2 separate regions of the Sus scrofa genome follow, and region 1 is linked to region 2. The links are chromatin contacts, called in public Hi-C maps. All regions are on one chromosome and are shown on one strand. Each heading gives the region's core, a stretch centred on a gene start, on an enhancer-like site or on the middle of the called end of the contact. The rest is flanking DNA. Distances are from core to core; before and after follow the strand shown.

Region 1 (6,647 bases), core at 1,199-3,698, 300 kb before region 2:
ATCACCTTGCCCCAAAGAAATCTGAGAAGTTTGATGGATGTCTTGGGTTTCTCGTGGATTGGCCCTTTGGGTCCAAAAGACCATGACAAGTTACGGCTTAATCACTGATCTCAAAGACGTTCTTTACACATTCGTTTGGCACATGGTCTTCCTAACTGTTCTCGTGTGCTGAGACTCTTTTACCTCTACACCAGTATTTCCCAGCCAAGTTTACCACAGCCCCCCTCGGGTGAATCTATAGTTGGTTTTCTGCTACTGCTCAAAAATTTTGTCAAGGTTGACTTTATGGAATTGGTTTTACAAAATCAATAGGTAGTTTGAATGTTCCTTTTCACACTTCATGTGTCTCCCTGGCTACCATCCCCACCCCACCCTACTCTGAGAATCCCTGCTATGAACGAGTGTCCTGAACCACGACAACTCACAGATCTCATAGGAAATGTTTAACAATGGTGTGAAGGGTCTGAGCACCCAATGAGAGATGCCACATGAAAAGTGAAGCACACCTGGTCTTCACTTGGTGCCCCAGAAATCAGAGGTATGAGAGCAGACGTGGCGATCATACGGTAACCCTCTGCCATGTAAGACGGTCTCCCAGGGCATCCTGAACAAGTGTGTATTAATTGGTTTAGATTTAAATGTTACCACAGAAAACTTGTAACCCCCTCCCCCAAGAACATGACTGAAATTTTGGGAAAGACTGTTCTAAATGATTTTTCTCTTTTTTTCCCCTATTCTGTGAAAACTTAAGACTCCCATACTATGCAGTTTGTTCTAGAATTGCAGGATCAAGTTATTTTTCCTCTGCAGTCTCTATCTCTAGTCTGAATAATTAGTCTCTTTGCTAATAAAGAAGTATGCAGAGATCAAAAAAAAAAAGGAAGGAAGGGAGCTGAAAGAAACCTTTGAGGTAACAAAGGATCATGTGTTTTTTGCCTTTTTTTCTTTCTTTCTTTTTTTTTTTTTTTTTTTTTTTTTGCTTTTTTAGGGCTGCACCCACGGCATGTAGAAGTTCCCAGGCTAGGGGTCGAATTGGAACTACAGCTACCACCCACACCACAGCCACAGGAATGAGGGCTCTGAGCTGAGTCTGCAACCTAAACCTGAGCTCACAGCAACGCCAGATCCCTTAACCCACTGATCGAGGCCAGGGATTGAACTTGCATCCTCATGGATCCTAGTCAGATTCGTTTCTGCTGAGCCACATGGGGAACTCCTCTTTTCTGCCTTTTCATCCTTCTCTCCCTATTTCACACAATTCTTTCTTCTTCTCCACTATGAGACTCTAGCAACTCACAAAATTGGAGGATGGTTTCCTGTAGCTTAGGTAAGAATATCCTCCTCCAAAAGTCATCCAGCAGTGAATTCATTTACACACTATACCTGTTGCTGGAGTCCTCCCAAAGATAAATCATTACTGATCCCTGTTCCCAGTCAAGATACCTGAGAAGCTTAAAAGGGCCCAACCTATAGCTTCAGGGCCTCCTTACCTTGAGCCAACATTGTAGATGTTGTACTGTAAGGTCAAGTCTCGCCCCTCCACAGCATATCTGTTCAGCAGTGATTTGGAGGCCAAAAGCCTGGCTCCTTCTTCTGCTTGAGTGACAGCAAAGAGAGTCAACACCACGAATGCCAGCAGCCTCATCTTTGGAGGAAAAAGCAAGTGAGCAGTCAATCCAAGCATGTAAAACCACCAAAATCTTTCTGACAGTCCTTTCTTACAAAGTCCGTCAAAAGATCTTTTGAGCTCATCAAAGCAGCGGCCACTTTCACAGAGCAGAGTATACGCTACCAAAGCTGTCCCATTCGCAAGCTTCCCACCAAATCCACCCTGCAGCCCTCGAAAATCTGTAGACCTCCAGGGCATATCTGCTACCTATTACTGCGAGGGGTCCTGGGTGCTCCCCAATTACTGGGGTCTTCTGAGAGAGCTCCATGTGGCCAGAATAGAGGTTTCCTTGGCCTGCCGCATTTCGGCCCATCTCGGAACTGTAGCAGCCTCTAGCTTTCCTTCACACAGGAATCCCTCACGACTGTTGCCTTTCCCCGGCTGCTATTCCTCCACCAGCACCCCAGGTATCCCAATGCGCGCTAGCGGGGTCCTCCCTCACGCCCCTGTATCCTACTGTCCATTTTTCCCGCGGGACCGCATTCGTCCTCGTCTTCCACATCCCTTTCTGGGGCCCTCTGAGGGCTTAGTCTGTTCTGCCCCCCCTCCGTCTCTTGCCAAGATTACACGTCCTCCAGCCAGCGTGCTCTATTCCCTCCCCGCCCTGCCAAAGCTAACCCTCAGCCGCTGAGTGTTGTGTGGACACGAACTTTGGCACCCCCAGAATCAAAGGACTCACCGTGCGCACCCCACAAACCCTTCAGGGGGCCACGAAGGCCGGAAGAGAGCGTCAGCACCCGAAAGACCGGAAATGAGCTCTGGCCGGAAACGTTGGTACTCTGCTGGATGCCTTCTGGGAGTTGTAGTTCTCAGACAAGCCCCACCTTTCCTTTGTAGAGCGCGCCTGCCTCCGGGATGCTGCAGCCTCTGTGATCGATTTGTCTGTGCTCCTTCACGCTTTTCTTTCTTTTCTTTCACGCTTTTATTATTCTGCCGTCTAGAGTGGCTTTTCAAGCTGGCTTTCCAGTACCGTAGATGACCAGCACCTGATTAAGTGCTTTGTGGGACTGGCAAACGTAGAGATTAGGATCTTCTGTCTACAATGTCGAGTGTACTATCGAGCTAGGAATTAGAGAAAAACTGTTGCTCTCCGGGCTACCACCATTCTCTGTATTTCTAGGCGAAAAATTTACTCATCTTCTATATCCAGCTAGCTACCCTAGAAAGCCCTGAACTTTCCTTAGAAGCCCTTTGAGGTTCCAAAAAAGTAGATCCTTTCTTTAATTTTTTTTTTTTTTTTTTAGGGCCTCTCCTGAGGCATATGGATGTTCCCGGGCTAGCCGCCTCTGCTGTCTGCATCACAGCTCAGTGGAAGCTTAACCCACTGAGCCCACTGAGTGAGGCCAAGGATTGAACCCTAGTCCTCATGGACACTAGTCGAGTTCATTACCGCTGAGCCACAACGGGAACTCCGGCTTGGTTTTTGGTTTTTTTCTGATTGTTTCTGATCTGGAAAATCTACCTTCATGATTAGGTGCTATTTCTCTAGTGTACACTTATTCAGAGATCCTACAGTGATGCTGAACGCACAGGAGGTGCTCAAGAAACACCTGCTGATTGGATGAATTTTCATCATCTCTATTTACAGTCTCCTTATTGGAATCTATTCTGACTAGAGGAGAGATTTGAGAGTCAATTGCTAAGGAAAATATTTCCATTGAAAGACTTCCAAAAAAATACAACTTCTTCCTGCCATCTTCAAGGGAACCCCACCAAGAGATTGAAGTAGAACTTTTTTTTTTTTTTTTTTGTCTTTTTTTTGTTGTTGTTGTTGTTGTTGTTGTTGCTATTTCTTTGGGCCACTCCCGGGGCATATGGAGATTCCCACGCTAGGGGTTGAATCGGAGCTGTAGCCACCGGCCTACGCCAGAGCCACAGCAACGCAGGATCCGAGCCGCGTCTGCAACCTACACCACAGCTCACGGCAACGCCAGATCGTTAACCCACTGAGCAAGGGCAGGGACCGAACCCGCAACCTCATGGTTCCTAGTCGGATTCGTTAACCACTGCGCCACGACGGGAACTCCTGAAGTAGAACTTTGTTAGATGAACATGGAACTGCGTGCCAGGACCAGAGGCATGCAGAAATGGTAAGGCTACCTAGGGTGCACTCTGTGCCCCCAGGGCAGTGTCACTGGTTTCATGTCCTGTTTTGTGGTTTTTAAGGCAGAACCCAAGCTGCCCACTGACCTCTCTTTTGGGATCTGCAACAAGAGGGCCACCAAGAGAGTATGTGACCAGGCCGAGAAGGAAGTGGCAAGCTGCTTTCAGGCTGGTGGCTAGGCAGGTACCCAGAAATAGTCTTGCTGCAAAATTTAGGGGCTTCAGATGGGCATAAGTTAGCTGGAAGTGCACTCGGTAAATGGTAATGGAGTGAATATGAACCATGTCTGTTTTTGAGAAACATCCAGAATCAAAGCTGTTACAGTAACTTTGCAACAGTCATTTTTCCTTTTTCTTTTACATTCTTTTTTTTATTGTGGCAAATATACATAACACGAAATACACATAACATGAAATTTACCATTTTAAATGTAAATGTTCAGTGACATTAAGTGCATTCACATTATTGTGCAGCCATCACTACCACCCACCCCTTCCCAGAACTTTTTCATCTTCCTGAACTGAAACTCCATATACCTATTAGGCAATAACTCCCCTTTCTCCTGTCCCAAGCCGCTGGCAGTTATTCTATTTTCTGTCTCTATGAATTTGACTACTCTAGGTACTCCATAGAAGTGGAATTTAACAATTTTTTTTCTTTTTTTTTTTTTGCTTTTTAGGGCCACACCCACACCACATAGAGGTTCCCAGGCTAGGGGTCTAATTGGAGCTACAGCTGCTGGCCTGCACCACAGCCATGGAAATGCCAGATCTTTAGCCCACTGAGCAAGGCCAGGGATCGAATCCGCAACCTCATAGTTCCTAGTCAGATTCGTTTCCACTGTGCCACGATGGGAACTCCTACAAATATAATTTTTTTAATTTACACAAATAATACATACTTAGGAGTTCCCACTGTGATGCAGTGGGTTAATGATCCGGCTTGTCTCTGTGGCTTTGCTGGTTCAATCCCCAGCCCAGCTCAGCAGATTAAGGATCTAACATTGCCAAAGCTGTGGCATAGGCTGCAGATGAGGCTTAGATTCAATCCCTAGCCCAGGAACTTCCATATGCCTCAGGTGCTGTGCACCTGAAAAAAGGAAGAAAAGAAATGCTGATATTCTCTCTCTCTCTTTTTTTTGGGGGGGGGAGTCTTTTTGCCATTTCTTGGGCCGTTCCCACGGCATATGGAGGTTCCCAGGCTAGGGGTCGAACCGGAGCTGTAGCCGCCAGCCTGTGCCAGAGCCACAGCAAAGTGGGATCTGAGCCTCGCCTGCAACCTACACCACAGCTCACAGCAACGCCGGATCCTTAATCCACTGAGCAAGGCCAAGGTTCGAACCCTCAACCTCATGGTTCCTAGTCGGATTCGTTAACCACTGTGCCACGATGGGAACTCCTGATATTCTCATTTTTAAAAAAATCAAACAGTATTGGAATAGTGGTTACAAATGTTAGGATGCGAACTTATATGTCCAAAAAATGTTGACTTCCTTACTTTTCTACATTCAAACCCAATTTCTGCCTTCAGCACCTTTTCCATTAGGTAGCAAGAACTTAAATCTCTAATGATGCAGGGACACCCCAACCGTTTTCTTCAGAGGTGCTTCTAATTTGCTAGAGGGCTCTCAGACGCATGATGGAGGGGATCAAGGACTTCTGGCTCTTGGTCTCAATACTTTTCCTCTCTGGTGTCCACTCTTGGGCTGAGGTCCCACAGGGCACAGCTGCATCCCCATCAGCCTTATTCAGCCTCTCTGGAACCATAGGGAACTCAGTTGGGCCCTTTAAGGCCCTTCACCTCCGCTTTGCCACTCAGTCATTCCTCAGTTCCACCAACCAGGCGGGGACCTGGGGTGAGCAGAAATCTTGAGGAGTGTCCCAGGCCCCCCACCTTGTTTTTGTCTTTTTTTTTTTTTTTTCTTTTCTGCTATTTCTTGGGCCGCTCCCATGGCATATGGAGATTCCCAGGCTAGGGGTCTAATCGGAGCTGTAGCCCCCGGCCTATGCCAGAGCCACAGCAACGCGGGATCTGAGCCACGTCTGCAACCTACACTACAGCTCACGGCAACGCCGGATCGTCAACCCACTGAGCAAGAGCAGGGATCGAACCCGCAACCTCATGGTTCCTAGTCGGATTCGTTAACCACTGCGCCACGGTGGGAACTCCTGTCTTTTTTTTTGTCTTTCTCTCATTTTAGGGCCGTTTCCTGTGGCATATGGAGGTTCCCAGGCTACAAGTCCAATGGGAGCTGTAGACACCAGCCTATGCCGGGGCCACAGCAATGCAGGATCCGAGCCGTGTCTGCTACCTACACCACAGCTCACAGCAACACCAGATCCTTAAGCCACTGAGCGAGGCCAGGGATTGAACCTATGTCCTCATGGATGCCAGTCAGGTTTGTTAACCGCTGATCCACGACAGGAACTCCTCTTTTGTCTTTTTATTTTGTCTTTTTAATGCCACACCCGTGGCTCCCAGGCTAGGGGTCCAATTGGAGCTGAAGCCACCAGCCTATGCCACAGCCACAGCAACTTGGGATCCAAGCCATGTCTGCAACCTGTACCACAGTTCACAGCAACACAGAATCCTTAACCCACTGAGCAAGGCCAGGGATCGAACCTGCGTCCTCATGGATGCTAGTCGAGTTCATTAACTGCTGAGCCATGACGAAACTCCCACAGTGTGCATTCTTTGGGAGCAGGCACAAGACTTCTCTTTACTCTTGGATTCACCAACCCATTTGGGTTTTTTCTATGTCACCCCCTCCAAATCTCAAACTATGTCTGAGCCAGCAGAGCCTCAGAGCTCTTCTGAGGGATTTATCCATGAATAAGATCTCCTTCTCTTCCGTTCTTTCCTCTTTCTGTTATT
Region 2 (6,649 bases), core at 711-3,210:
GGAGGGTCAGGGACTCCTGTCACCCCTGTCCCTGCCTGTTGCTGAGAAGGGGCAGGCCCTCTTCCTAGGAGGAGCCCCATCCTGCATCAGCTCTGGGAGGCGGCTGGTCCTGATGGGCTTAGGATATGTCCCTTGAGAATGGCAGCTCTTCCTTCAGGCCAGGGTCTCAGACATCTTTGCCAACACCCACAAGCCCCCTCAGACAGGGGAGGCTTGGCTGTGGGCAGTGTAGACAGAGGACCTCCCCGACCCCCAACCCCACTGGCCTTCGGGTTTTCTTCTTTCCCTTGTGGCTTCTGGGTGTCAGAAGGAATAATGCAAGGGTCCTCCATCTGTATAGAGGTCTCCAGTGACCCAGCACCCACCGGGTACTGGCCACACACCTCAGCCTGCTGATTACCCATCTCCAGCCTTAACTGCTAAAGCGCCCATCATACACATGGCTTCTGCCTATGTGTCCCCTCTTGAAACATTGCCTCTTCTTTCTTTTTTTTTTTTTTTTTTTTTTTTTTTTGGTCTTTCTAGGGCTGCACCCGTGGCATATAGAAGTTCCCAGGCTAGGGGTCTCACCGGAGCTGTAGCCGCCGGCCTGCACCAGAGCCATAGCAACACGGGATCCAAGACGCTTATGCGACCTACACCACAGCTCAGGGCAACGCTAGATCCTTAACCCACTGAGCAAGGCCAGGGATCAAACCTGCATCCTCATGGATTCAAGTCAGGGTTCGTTAATCACTGAGTCATGATGGGAACTCCTCGTCTTTCTTTACTTACTCAATTTCTAGGTTGTCCTTCCAGGCTGCCTGCAGACACCACCTCCCAGGAAGCAATTCTCCATCTCTGTCCCCTCCTGCATCCCCACTCCTGAGAGTTCTGCAGCTTCTCATCTGGGCCCCCAAGCCTCTGTGATTCCTGGGGTCACACATTTACTCCAATGGCACTTCAAATCCCTCCTAAGTATCTGGCTCGCTACTGAACAGTGGCTTCTGGAGGGAGGGGTCCTTTGGTTCATCTCTGAAGCCTGGTTCACAGTAAATGCTCAATTAATGGCTAACTCCTCCGTGTCTGTCTACCAGGGCCCCAGTGGATGCAAATCTTGCTTGTGTAACAAGGGGATCTTGACACCTTACTGAGAAGAGCCTTCTTACATTGGCTTCCCTTCTTTCCAGAGGTTGGGGCAGCCCAGACTCTTTTACTGGGTGTGCAGAGAACCCAGGTGTCAGTGGGCCCCAGCCCAGCCTGCTCCCAGGTCCAGCCTCCTGCCCCAGAACTGGGGTGGGGTGCTGACGCAGGTGAGGAGGCTGGGGAGTGGGGTAAGGAACTCACCTGCTGAGGCTTGGACCTCCCCAACCAGGTTAATCATCAGTGCCGAGAGCCGGCTCTTTATCTCCTTTCTCCATCTCTCTTTCAGTTGGGGAAAACGTTGAGTAACCCCTCAACTCTCTCTTGTATTATTAACCCTGGAGGGGCCCCGGGCCGGGGAGGTCTGGGCCTAAAAATAAGGCTTATTTTCACTTATTCTTTAGGAAACACTCTCTAAATTCACACCATATTTAAGGAAAGGATTGCCCTCCCTCTCCTCCCTCCTCTTTGTCCCCCACTCCTTCTCCGTGTTTCCCCCCTCCGCCGCCGCCCCCACCGGATCCCGCAGCTGTGCCCCAGCAGAGCAGAACACTGGGCGTCTTTCCAGGGTCACTTCCAAGGACCTGTTCCAAACGGAACAGCGCCAGAGTCAGCTGGGCTAAAGGAAAAGGATTTGGGGTCCGAATGCCCCATTCCTTCCCACTGCTTGCCTCACCTTAGGCCCGAGACCCTAGCCCTCACCGTCTCCCCTTCCTCGCCTCCGAGGGCTGGGGCGTGGATCTGCGGCGGGTAAGCCTCCGTGTGGGCGGGACCTGCGTCCGGTGGGCGGGGCCTGGTTCTGGTGAAACCTGCCCGGCCCGCCCCGAGAGTGTCTGCCAGCCCAGCGCGCCTGGAGCTGGAGCCGGAGCCCAAGCCGGAGCCGGAGACTTGCAGCCTCTGTCCCATGGCTGGGTCCTCCCGCCGCGCCGGGGGCCGGCGACTGCAGCTGCCCCTGCTATGCCTCCTCCTTCAGGGCGCCACCGCCATCCTCTTTGCTGTCTTCGTCCGCTACAACCATGAAACCGACGCTGCCCTCTGGCACTGGGGCAACCACAGTAACCCAGACAATGAATTTTACTTTCGCTACCCAAGTGAGTACAGGTGAAGGTGCGCGGGGAGCTAAGACCCTAAGCCCCTCTGGTGTCTTGGGAGGGGGCGCTTGGTTGCCCAGATCTACCCCTAGGTGGGCAACCCTCTCACTTTGAGATGAAGGTGCCCCAGATTTATAGTAACACACTTTCACTAGTGTGTGCCACGTTCCAGGTGGCATGTGAATTTTCTCCTTTCGTCTATGAAGTAGACAAAAATGGGGAAAATGAGGTTCAGAGAGGTTAAGTGACTGGTTTTTGCTGTCAGAATTGAGGGAGCTGGGATTTGAACTCAGATCTGAAGCCCCCAACTTAACCTACTCTCTTGTTGGCCTAGTTGGGCTTTGCTGGTCTGTTCCAGAGACTGCCTTTCCTGGGGACTCCTGACCACAGGAAATGATAAACAAACAAACAAAACAAAATAAAAAATCCTTCTGGGAAGGAGAGGTAGGGAGTGGGGTGCAGGAAGCAGTGATGCAGGTATTAATTGTGAAGGGAGCCAAAACTATTGGGCTCAGATGTTTCTTCCCCTGTTCCCTGAAGCTGGCTCTTCCAGAGTCAGAGAGAAAACCACATACCTACCTACCAACCAACAGTCCTCAGCCCTGAGAAGGAAGCATGGCAAGGTTATTAGCCCATTTCTCAGGGGAGAAAGCTGAGGCTCAAAGAGGTTGTGATTTGTTCATGATCACCTGCCATGTGAGTGACAGAGCTGGAACTAAGTATCCTGAGCTTCTTGTGCCACAGCTCATCTGCTTGCTGATGAGGCCCAGAAAGGAGAGGGCTAAGCTCCTGCCTTCTGTTGGGAATAGAACCTCTCCCTCAAGGTTGGGGGTCCAACCTTGTGACTCAGGCCCTAGGCAGCTGGGACCAAGGACACCAGATTTCCCAGACTTCATACATACTTGAGCAGGTCTCTAAGCCTCAGTTTTCCCCATCTGAGCATTGGGGAGAAAGATGCCTCAGTATGAAGGATATACATTCAAGCAAGGCCCAGAATGTAAGAGTCTCCTATATAAATCCCAGGCTGTTATGCAGAACTGGCAGCAGGCTGTCTCCACCTGACCCTTTCCCAGTCCTAATCCCAACAAAATGAAGCTCACAATGCTGATGATACAGAGGGTGGGGTGGAGGCTTGGATCTGGGTTTAAAGTGCCAGACCATCAGCCTTCCTAGGCAGAAGGGGGCTGCAGCTCCTCCCTCCCCATATTTCACCCCATTTCTAGCTACACGAGGTGAGCCACGGATACTGGCATTAAAGCCAGAGCCATAGAGCTGGGTGGCAGACCCTTGAGGTATGCATTTGTCCAGGGAGATGGGGAGTTGGGAGGGGACAGTCCATGAGCTGAGAGAAGTAGGCTCTTGTTCTAGGGTCTGAGCTGGCTGCCTGCTATGAACCTCCCCTTGCTTCTCCCACGGGCCTCACTCAATGCCCCTAAGGCTGCTGGCTTCAAAGTCCTCCCTGGGGAGTTCCCATTGTGGTTTAGCAGATTAAGAACCCAGCTGGTATCCATGAGGATGTGGGTTCCATCCCTGGCCTTGCTGAGTGGATTAAGGATCCGGCATTGCCACCAGCTGCTGTGGCTGCAGCATAGGCTGGCACCTGCATCTCCAATTCGACCCCTAGCCCTGAAAAGAAAAAATAAAGAAAAGAAAAAGTCCTGGAGTTCCCATCATGGCACAGCAGAAACTAATCCAACTAGGAACTATGAGGTTGCAGGTTCTATCCCTGGCCTCGCTCAGGGGATAAGGATCTGGCATTGCTGTGTCTGTAGTGTAGGCCAGCAGCTGTAGCTCCGATTTGAACCTCCATATACTGCAGGTATGGCCCTAAAAAGCAAAAAAAAAAAAAAAAAAAAAAAAAAAAAAGAGAGAGAGAGAAAAAGAAAAGAAAAAATCCTCCCTGAAACCCCCCTCCTCTCGCCCCTCTGCTGCCATGGTTGGCTCTCCTGCACACACAGCTTTCTGTCCCGGGACTACAGTTAGACAAATAGCAGTAGGAATCCTACCACTTTTTCTGCCCTAAGTTTCTACCCCTGTGGACTTGGGACCTTTGTATGGGGTAGGTTGGGAAGGAGGGAGGTGTGTGGTCCCTGGAGCCTGGGGCTTTGATGAGCCGAGGCTTCACCTGTCCCCGGGAGAAGTGGTCAGGGCCAGGGGGGGTGTAGCCGCTGCCCTTTGATTTCAGAGATGAAAGGGAGTTTTGCCGCTATTGTTGAGCTGTGGGACCAGCCAGTGCCAAAGGCATGGCTGCTCTGAGGCTCTGTCTGCTGTCTCTGTAGGAAAGGTCTTCAGAACTTACCTGGCCCACTCCGTTCAGATGCAGAGAGAGTCAGAAAGGTTATGTGACTGCCCAAGATCACATAGCAAGTTAGCCAACCTAGAAACAGACCTCTTGACTCCCCCATCTGTGGCTTTTTCCCACGTGTCTCAAACCTCTTATCCCACAAGGCAAATAACAGACAATAAGAAAGAGCAGGAAAGACTGGGGAAAAAGACTAGGGTAATAAGGACCCAGAAGCAATCATGAGGAAGAGTTCTAAGACAAAATAAGAACAGGGTTTTTTGGGGAGTTCCCATTGTGACTCAGCAATATTGAACCCGACTAGTATCCATTAGGATGCAGGTTCGATCCCTGGCCCCACTCAGTGGGTTAAGGATCTGGTGTTGCTGTGAGCTGCAGTGTAGGCTGGCAGCTGTAGCTCCAATTCAACTCCTGGCTGCATATGTGGCCCTAAAAAGAAAAAAAAAGACAGGTTCTTTGGGGGGTTTTTTTGGGCCACACCCACAGCAAGCAGAAATTCCCTAGGTCAGGGATCGAACTCACACCACAGCAGTAACCAGAGCCACAGCAGTGACAATGCCAGGTTCTTAACCTGCTGAGCCACCAGGGAACTCCTGGACAGGTTCTTTTTTATACCCTCTGAGACCTTATTTGCAGGGTGAGGGACTTAGGACAGATGGAATCGGGAACTTCTTTAGTTGGGTCAGAGGGAGGTGCCTGGGACCAGAGTGGTTCCTGGCTCTTCCAGGAGAATATAGCCCTATCTACCCTCTTAAAGGCAGGCATGGGTAGAGTGGTGTGTGTGTGTCGGGGGGCGGCCTCTCCAGCTCACCCCTCCATTTGTCCTGCTTCTCCTATTTTACACCCCCACTTTCCAGATGAGGAAACCGAGGCTTAGAGAGGTTAAGTAGCTTGTCCAAGGTCACTCAGAGAGAAGTGAGGAGTGGGTGTGCTGGAATTTAAATCCACCTTGGGAGTTCCCAGTGTGGCTCAGCGGAAATGTCTCTGATTAGCATCCATGAGGATGCAGGTTCAATCCCTGGCCTCACTCAGAGGGTTAAAGCATCTGGCATGGCTGTGAGTGGTGGTGTAGGTCACAGATGTGGCTCAGATCTGGTGTTGCTGTGGTTGTGGCATAGGCTGGTGGCTACAGTTCCTGATTCAACCCCCAGCCTGGGAACCTCCATATGCCACAGGTGTGGCCCTAAAAAGACAATCAATCAATCATCCAATCAATCCACCTGTTAGATGCTAAAGCCCCACATTTCACTATTCCTTTGTCCCACAGACTGACCTTGTTCAGGAGTCACGTGGTGGGGTCAGAGAGGGACAGGGAAGGAAGGAGAGAGGGTGATGGGTGACCCTAGAGGGCTTTTATCCGGGTTTGGTGGGGGTGGGGTGTGATGGGAAACCAGGTCTGTCCTGCTCCCACCCAAGAAGTTCCTGAAGGGCATGTGGGGGGATCATCGTGGCTATCCCCTTGCCTCAGCTAGAATGGCCCTCTCCCCACCGCAGCCCATGGAGAATGTCTGTGTGGAATGTTCCCCACAGTGGCACAAGTGAAGGAGATTTCTTGATGTTTAGGCTACAAGTGAACCATCAAGGGATTGAGTTTTGGTTCCAAACAAACCCAGGGTGGGAGATGTAAATATTATTGTTCCTTAGGACAAGTTCTAGAGTGGTTTAAGCATGACACAGACATGGAGCCCTGTGACCCCCCTCCCCAACCCCGGTGTTATCTTGCTGTCCTTGGGTAAAAGAAAACAGACATGGCATCCCCTTTACTGTTTGCATAGGAGAAAAGAAGTCAGGCGGTGAGGCTAAAAGAAACTTAGGCTGCAGGCTGAGTTCTAAAAGATGCCTCTCTTTTGCTGTTAGGTTTTGAGATATGGAGGGAAGAGAGAGAGCTGTGTGATTTGAAGAGTGGGCAGGGCTGGAGAAGTGGCACAGTTGGGGGGGGGGATGCTTAGCGAGGCCAGCGGGCCTCCAGACCCTTATCCCCTTGGCCACAGGGGCTGGCAGCTGAGCTGCAGACTTCCAGTTCCAGCGCACACCCACCCTCTGCCAGGGGCTTGCAAACTTATTTCCTATCAGCTATACACACTATAAAAAAGCATAAACATTTGCTTCTCTCAAAGTTATTAATTGCATTCTA

Evidence for each region. A called contact is a pair of places that touch in the nucleus more often than the background predicts.
Region 1: a Hi-C map of liver shows a contact between it and region 2, with 6 times the contacts expected there. The contact joins the promoter of SSR2 here to the promoter of RHBG in region 2. A contact is called at or near these places in 1 of 5 promoter capture datasets (fetal liver) and 1 of 47 Hi-C or Micro-C datasets (liver).

Annotation. Positions count from the first base shown.
Region 1 is chr4:94,006,525-94,013,171 of Sscrofa11.1, reverse strand. SSR2 (translocon-associated protein subunit beta) reads right to left here and starts at 2,448. Exons shown (of 6, transcript XM_001928470.5): 1 at 2,349-2,448; 2 at 1,491-1,645. The coding sequence starts at 1,645.
Region 2 is chr4:93,703,127-93,709,775 of Sscrofa11.1, reverse strand. It overlaps RHBG (Rh family, B glycoprotein), which reads left to right and starts at 1,960. Exons shown (of 10, transcript NM_213996.1): 1 at 1,960-2,213. The coding sequence starts at 2,027.